2 separate regions of the Macaca mulatta genome follow, and region 1 is linked to region 2. The links are chromatin contacts, called in public Hi-C maps. All regions are on one chromosome and are shown on one strand. The core of a region is the stretch at or near the end of the contact, and the rest is flanking DNA. Distances in the headings are between cores, read along the strand shown.

Evidence for each region. Hi-C and Micro-C count contacts between places; a contact is called where the count stands out from the background.
Region 1: a Hi-C map of fetal cortical plate shows a contact between it and region 2, with 4 times the contacts expected there. The contact joins the promoter of PPA1 here to the promoter of PCBD1 in region 2. A contact is called at or near these places in 2 of 14 Hi-C or Micro-C datasets (fetal cortex germinal zone and fetal cortical plate).

The regions. Positions count from the first base shown.
Region 1 is chr9:79,397,852-79,402,013 of T2T-MMU8v2.0, forward strand. It overlaps PPA1 (inorganic pyrophosphatase 1), which reads left to right and starts at 1,814. Exons shown (of 11, transcript XM_015147456.3): 1 at 1,814-1,945. The coding sequence starts at 1,882. It also overlaps the pseudogene LOC100425012.
Region 2 is chr9:78,747,306-78,751,290 of T2T-MMU8v2.0, forward strand. PCBD1 (pterin-4 alpha-carbinolamine dehydratase 1) reads left to right here and starts at 2,728. Exons shown (of 4, transcript NM_001266886.1): 1 at 2,728-2,755. The coding sequence starts at 2,753.

The sequences.
Region 1 (4,162 bases), core at 564-3,063, 650 kb after region 2:
ATTATTGCATCACTGCTGTCTCCTTAAGTCAGTCACAGATGAGAGTCTGGGTATTTCCAAGAAAATTGGTTCCATCTGCTCAAAGGCAGAAAAGTGATAGAGCAGTCCAATCAAAAGAGCATCCCCCTTAAAATATTCTCTGAACTTGATCCTACTTTTTTTTTCTTTTTTGAAACAGAGTCTCGCTCTGTCACCCACACTGGAATGCACTGGCATGATCTCAGCTCACTGCAACCTCCGCCTCCTGGGATCAAGTGTTCTCCTGCCTCAGTCTCCCGAGTAGTTGGGATTACAGGAGCGTGCCACCACGCCCAGCTAATTTTTGTATTTTTATTAGGGACAGGATTTCACTGTGTTGGTCAGGCTGGTTTCGAACTCCTGACCTTAGGTAATCTGCCCACCTCAGCCTCCCAAAGTGCTGGGATTGAAGGCGTAAGTCACCATGCCTGGCCTTGACCCTAATTAGTGACTAAACTATTGCTTCGCTATTTTTTTTTCCTGCCCTTTTGTTCTAACTGCAGTAAAACTGTGGTGTAATGTTCCAAAAAAATCAGTGAATCACAGCCTTCTGAAAATTAATGGGTGTCAGTGGGATTTGGGAGTTGGACAGAGACAAAGGGAGGGACACCATAACTAACTGGAGATCTTACTAGGTTTTCATTTAATATTCATTTTTTACAATAGACATTGTTTTGAAAAGAAGAGTTTAATTCAAAATGTCCTTAAGACACATTATCTTTAATGCTCTAGGAAAAGTTATTTAAATAAATCCTGGCCATGAAAATTTTTTAACAAATAAAACTAGGCATTCTTTGAAATGTAAATAATAATTTTCTAATTTATATTGAGGATTTTGGACATACTTTTTTTCTTTAACATGTATGCCCGGGGAGGTAGGTAAGTGATGCAAATATTTGCCCATTGCCTCTATCAGACTTTAGTTTTTGGGGTCTGGCCTGACATGATGAAATATAAACAGGAAAACAAGCTCAGAGGAGCCTATCCCTAAGAGCAATCCTTCACGCGACTCTAGCTCACGCCTGGACCTTCCCAATGCTTCCATCTGAAGCCCCTGGGGACCCGGGTGGGTTAAGTAAGGTGGTGGGGGGCGGGTAGGGGAAAGGGGGTAGTAAATCTTCCCCCACTGGGGAGGGTGACAGTAACAACTTCCAGAGTGTTTACAAAGACCCAGGTTCTGCTCCAAGCCTTTGACGTGTATTAACTCGGGTAATCATCCCAGTAACTCATGAAATAGTTACTATTACTATCTTCACTTCCCAGATAAGCAACGGAGTCAGAGAGGTTATAGAAAGTGGAAGAGCGAGTACCTTACTGCTAGCCACTAGGGGCGTCAGTATGGCTCAACTTTGTTAAGACGGATCAGAAAAATGCTCACCTTTAAGACCGCAAGCAGGGCCTGTCTGGGGAAGCAGATGACTTATCATCGCCTTTTGAGATAAGGAATAGGTCTGCGGGGAGGAGTGTGTGAGAATCAAAGGTGAGTTCCCTGTGTGCGTGGTCGGCCGTCAACTCCTAGCTAGTCCAAGCTTAGGGCCTGCGCATTTGCCCTCCCGGGTCAGAGCCCAATGCCGAAGGAATAGAGCCAGCGCCGGCGGCAGCCACGTGGCCCAGACTCTGATCCCCCACTGTCATCGCAGAGGCTGGGCCCGAGGGGCGGGGCTCGGGAGTGCGGAGTGCGCCTGCGCACGGGGTTGGCCCGGCGGGGGCGGGAACGCTAGCGGAGCCGCGTTAAAGGCGCTCCCCGCCCCGCCCACCGGTCCAGTACTCGTAGTGCGCAGGCGCGGGGCTCTCTGCTTGTCTGTCGGCGCCGCGTGCGGGCTGGTGGCTCTGTGGCAGCTGCGGCGGCTGGACTCCGGCACCATGAGCGGCTTCAGTACCGAGGAGCGCGCCGCTCCCTTCTCCCTGGAGTACCGAGTATTCCTCAGTGAGTGTCTGCGGTCCCCGGCCCCTCCGCGCCGGTCCGCCCATTCATTCCCGGGCCTCGCCTCCCCGGGAGGGTGCGGCCCGCGTTCGGCCCCAAGTCTCCGACGCGTTGTGGGGCCTGGCCGGCCCTCACATTGCACACTTGCCGCCGCCGGTCGGGGCAGCGGGGGTCGCCTCCGGCCATCCCTCCCCGCTGAACGGCGATGGTCCCTTTCTCACGCCACGGGGTACCCGAACCTGGGCCCAGCTAGTTTTGCATGTGTCCGACTCGGACAGGGTCTGATGGGAAAAGGAAATCACAGACCCACTCTAGAAAGGTGCCTGGAGGTAGCATAATGCCCGTAAGAGGATTGCTCAGTTTGGAGGGACGGCGACTCCGAGGGGGGGCAGTGACTTCCTAAAGACCTTAATTCCGCCGCCGTAGCTCAGATTATGGGCGCTGAGCGGAGCCAAGTCCACCCCCTCATTTTACAGAAGGGGAAACTGAGGCCCGGATCGGGAGCCTCTGTGAAGGCGCTGGACCGGTCCTCCGGGGTCCCGGTAGCGCTCCTGCCTCTCCGCCGCCTGTGTTCCCTCAGCGCCGATGCTGGGAATCCTTATGAAACAGAAAGCTGTTCCTCTCAAATCAAACAGATGACGTCAATCTGGAAGAATGACTGAGAAAGTGCCAAGTTTTTTACCTTTGCAGGATTCGGCGTCTAGGGGGTACCTACCCCGGGTCCTGCACCTAGGGCTGCACGGGGAAACCGGGAGGCTGCAGGCTGGCGCCCTCCACGCTCCTTAGGGCACCACCTTTTTTTTGGCCTTGTAGGTGGAGGAAATCTACTTGGGGTTTTTCTTTATCCTCTTACTCCCCCCACCCCCAGCTACTAGGAGTAGATTATGGGCGATAACGGAGGCGTTCGTAAATGTGTCACCACAAGCGCTTCTATTTTAATCTCTTTACAGTTTTATTTGGAAGGAAATGGGCAGGTACCTCGAACTCTGAGTTGGTGTATGAAGGACCGGGAAGCGGGGAGTAGAGGGGACGAATGGGAATAGGCATTGAAGGAACAAAGCTCCTAGCAAAAAGTAGCCTGGTGCGGGAGGAAAAGGAAAGTGAACCGTAAAGCAAACATCTAGCTGAAGGTTAACTATCAGAAAAATCCAGGAAGCGTGAGAACTACCCACCCCTCCCCATTTTATTTAATTTTGCAATTAAGCAACAAGGGCAGTGCAGTGACTTTTGACTAATAATTCATGGAACTGTTTTTCTGGAAATAGTGTTGGCTCCAGAATTTCTCTGTAGGAAGGGCTTACAGAGGTGACTGGTTTGAAGGTGAGGGGTGGATCTTCAAGCTGTATATGCAGAATAAATACACTGCTTTTACTTAGGTTATTTGCAATTAATATTTTCTCTCTATATATATAATATATATGTTATATATATCTTCCGTTATGGGAGACCAAAGCTACTTCTAGAATTTGGCACTAGCTGAAGTAACTGTTTTTGTCGAGTGGAACTCTCTGGAACTTAAGAAATACTAATAATTAGAACCCACTATATAGTTATCAAATTTTAAGTGCTTTATCCTTCCTTAATATAAATAAACTTTTTTTTAGCTTTGTAATATTACATTTGTCAGTTTCTCTAAAACTGATAGAGGACTGGACAGACTGCAAAGTCACAATTGACCCTAAAAGGACTTTTATGTTTTATTGTTTGTGTTTTGAAACAGAGTCTTGATCTGTTGCCCAGACTGGAGTGCAGTGGTACTCTGCAACTTCAGCCTCCCGGGTTCAAGTGATTCTCCTGCCTCAGCCTCCCGAGTAGCTGGGATTACAGGCACTTGCCACCACGCCCGGCTAATTTTTGTATTTTTAGTAGAGACAGGGTTTCACCATATTGGTCAGGCTGGTCTTGAACTCCTGACCTCATGATCCGCCCACCTTGGCCTCCCAAAGTGCTGGGATTACAGGCGTGAGCCACTGCGCCCAGCTTAGTGTGAGAATAATATCTTGGTTTAAAAATGTGTACTGGTGGAACACATCCGAGCTTAAGATGGTGGGGTCAGCTTCACATTCTCAGGAACTCTCCTTCTCTGGGCCAGGGAATTAACCCGAGCAGGCATGGTGGCCTCAGCTTTCACCTCATCAGCAGTGACCGGTGTGGCCAAAGTGGCCAGGGTGGCCTCTAGCCGTGCCGTAGTCTTACCCCTGGCGAGGATTGCTACAGTCG
Region 2 (3,985 bases), core at 1,478-3,977:
ACTCATTAGTCATCAGAAAACAATGTAGGGTAAAACAATTGAGAGTAGCAGGAGGCAAACAAATACCTAAGCAGATAGGGCGGGTCTCCCCTGAAACCCCACATTCAAGCCAAAAACAGCCTGGACTGCTGGTTTGGGATGAAACCCCTCAACCCAGCGTGAGAACTTTTGTTCCTGTTTGCCCACCCTTTCCTGATTGGTTCTTTCTGAATAATGCTTTTTAACAAATCAAATGTTGACTTTTCTAATACTACCTACAGCCTGCTCTGCCCGGATCCTGTGCCTATAAAACTCCCTAGACTCAGCCACACTGAGGGAGACAACCCGACCTTCTCGTTCCCTCTCCACTGAGAGCCATTTCATCACTCAATAAAATTCTCCATCCTCACTACCCTTCAATTGTCAGCATGACCTCTTTCTTCTTGGATGCAGGACAAGAGCTCAGGACCCACCAAACGGCATCCACAAACGCTGTAACACTGGCCGTCTGCCCTCACTGGTGGAGGCAGCTGCCCCACAGAACAGAAGCAGCACCAGGGCCAAGCTGGTCCTGGAGCCACAGGCCAGAGTGGAGAAAGGGGCTGACAGAGCTGCTAACATGCTGCTGTCCATCAGGCTGCAGATGGTGGAGCAAAAAGAGCTAATTAGCTCTGTAACACTCCTCTCTGGGGCTTCAGGCACCCCTGCCTGGGTGCTGCCACAGTCTCCTTGGGGTGACACACCTGGTCCGGCCATGGGCGCCACACGGAGCCTGCTCCCGTGTCATGGCTCGATGCAGCTGGCCAAACCCTGCATCACTCGCTCAGATGCTCCCTCATGCCAGGGGCTGAGCATGCAGTTGCAGTGGCCACATGAGCTGTGGGCTGGAACGCAAACCAGATGTGGGCTGCAAGCTGAATACATAGGGCACTCCCTGCTGCAACCCCAGCAAAGGGGTCAAAAGAAATCCTGCTTCACAATAAACTCTCATTTTATAGCTATTAGCCTGACAAAAAATAAAAAGCTGGCTAACAGGAAGTGTGAGTATGTATGTGTAAGGTGCATATGGAAATAGTACCCCCTCACACTGTGCGGGCGAGAATGAGGACTGGTGTCCCCATTCTGGACATTATCTGGAACTATTTTGAGATACACACCCATGCGGGAAATTGCTGGATTCATAGGGTATGAATATACTTAAGAAACTGCCCACAGCCCCGGGAGCTATTAGAGATGTTCACTGCAGCAGCATTGTTGTTTAACTCTGTGTGTGTATGTGTGTGTGTGCCCACATACTCACGGATTTGGGAGGTGGTGGTAGCAGCAGAAAGTTGGAGGGAACCTAAGTATCCATCACTGATAGAACAAGAAACCACGGCAGACTCTCATTACAAAATACTAGGCCGCAGTTAAAAGCTACAGATTGAATATACATATAGCGACATGGGTAGATCTTAATTTTCCACTAAATACTCTGTTTTGTAAGAAACAGACTGAGAAATGTAATATATTTACATAATACCATTTACATAAATTTAAAAATACATATAGACGAAACAACACCACACATTTTGCAAGAACGTGTGCAAACAAAAATACACATTAACACATTAGAGAGGCTGCTATGGGCCGTGGCGGCGGGCGGGGGGGAATAAAAATGGAGTACAAGAATAAAAGGTAACAGAAAAAATGTAAAATGTGAGAGGACTTTTCTAACCTGACTCTAAGACTTATTATAAAGCTATAATAATCAAGACAAGGTAGCGTCCTGTCATGATGGACAAACAGATCAATGGAACAGAAGAAAGGGCTCAGAAATAAACCCACACATATATAATCAATTGATGTTTTACAAAGGTGCGAAGACAATTCAGTGGAGAAAGGAATAACTGAATCTCCATGTGCAAAAGTGAATCTGGATCTATAACTTGAAGCATACAAAAATATTTACTCAATGTGGATCACAGACTAAATGTAAAACCCAAAGCTCTAAAACATAGGAGAAAACTTTTGTGATCTCGTGTTAGGCCAAGATTTCTATGCGTACAACATCAAAATAGAAATCTATCAAAGAAGCATTTGATAAATTGGATTTCATCAAAATTAAGAACGTTTGCTCTTTGAAAGGCAGCGTAAGATAATTCAAAGAAAATATTTGAAAAGCACTGCCTGATCATGTCCTTATATCCAGAAAAAAACACCCTCAAAACTCGGTAAGAAAACAAACAACCCAATTTCTTTTTTAATGGGCAGGAAATTCAAACATGCTATTCACCAAAAAAGACTTATCCTTAGCAAATAAGTACATGAAAAGATATTCAATATCATTAGTCATCAAGGAAACTTGATATGTTCATAATCTTGATCTCAGTGTCGGTCTCACGAGGGAAACATTAAAATTCATCAAATTGTACACGTTGAATATGTGCAACTTATTGCATGTCAATTCTATCCAAATAAAAGATTTTTATAAAGAAATAAATAGTTATTCTGGCGCCCAGGGCCACCCAGCTGTAAGCGGCGGGCTGGGATTCCAACCCTGAAGTGGGCATTTGGAGCCCTCATGCTTCACCCTAGCTCCCTGAAACAAGCTCGGAGGATTGGCTCTGAGCAGCGAGGAAAGTGCTGGAAGGAAGCAGGCCGAGCGCGTCCCTGGCTGGGGACGTTAATCATTACCGGAGGGCGGTCCGAGCGCGGCCCCGCCCCGGGACGGCCGCCTGCGCGCCCGGCCGCCGCCTGCCCTCTCCGCCGGCCACCTGCTGCCGCCCGCGCCATGGTGAGTCCAGGGGTGCGCCGCCGCGATCGGGGCAGCGGGGCCGGGGCAGCAGCGGGCGAGGTGGGAGCGGGACGGGGCGGGGGAGGGTCTTTTCGAGCCTCCTGCGGAGCCGCCGGGGTCCGAGAGTGGGGTCTCTGCCCGGGTCCCTGTCGCCGGCGGCGGGGAGGGGAAGCTGAGGCCCTGAGAGGGGCATGGCGGGTCCCGGTCCCAGCCAGTTGGGAGGCCAGGCCTGCCCTGACCCAGGCCAGTGCTTGTTCCCGGACCCTGCTGGGGGCGGGGCCTACGACCTTACAGGGCCGGGGAGGACCGTGGTGGGAGAGTTCGCAGATCTCGTCCCCTTAGTGGCCCGATTCGGCTTTATACTGGGGTGGGAGCGAGAGGCAGGCTGAGTTTGCGCGCTCCTGTGCGTACCCGTCCGCGCCCCTTCCCGCTCGCACTCTGGATACAGGGTCTGTCCGCCTGGGACTCACGCTCTGAGCCCATGTGCGGTCCCGGGCTCCAGAGCCAGCCTCCGCGCCGGTTTGAGGCCGGTGCCCGGCCGCGGGGGCTTGGTGGCGCAGGAGCAGCCCTCCTCCCGGGCTAGCTTCCCCCACCTACCCCCGGGGCGGGGGCGGGCCCCTTGCTCTGCTGTAAGCTCGGGCGCTTCATCAGACCGTTTCTGGCCCACAGGCCTTCGGAGCAGGCAAGACTGGGAGGGCCTTTTGATGGGAGAGGGACTTGGGGGAGGGAGGATGAGTGGGGCTGTTTGTGAGGGGCGCTGAGGCCCCCAGAGATGCAGGCTTGGGAAATCGGCGACCACTCCCCACACCTCGCCAGAGGAGGCAAGACCTGGCGGGGATTTACTAAGCAAACAGGGCACCGTCCCCCTCTCCAGAGCCGGCACCTGGAAGATTTGTCAGTTCAGCCCCAGGCTCTGCGACTTGGGGGGTTCCAGAAGGCTCTACCGAGAAAGGGAAGCCTCCTAAGAGCTCACCTGGACTCACCCATCCCTTTAAGAGCCAAGGAAGTAAACAGTGGGCTCTGATGCTTTGGCTGACTTCTGGTTGTCTGGATACACGGACCAGGCAGTCAGCCACGGGGAGAGGGCCAGCTCTGGAGTAGAGACCTCCCTACTGGGCAGATGATGCAAATCGCTGCTGCCATTCAATCCCTGTAGCCATCTAGAGCCGAGGAGAGGAGAGGGGCCAAGCTCCCTCAGTCCGGAGAGAGCTCACGTTTTCAGGAGGGAAA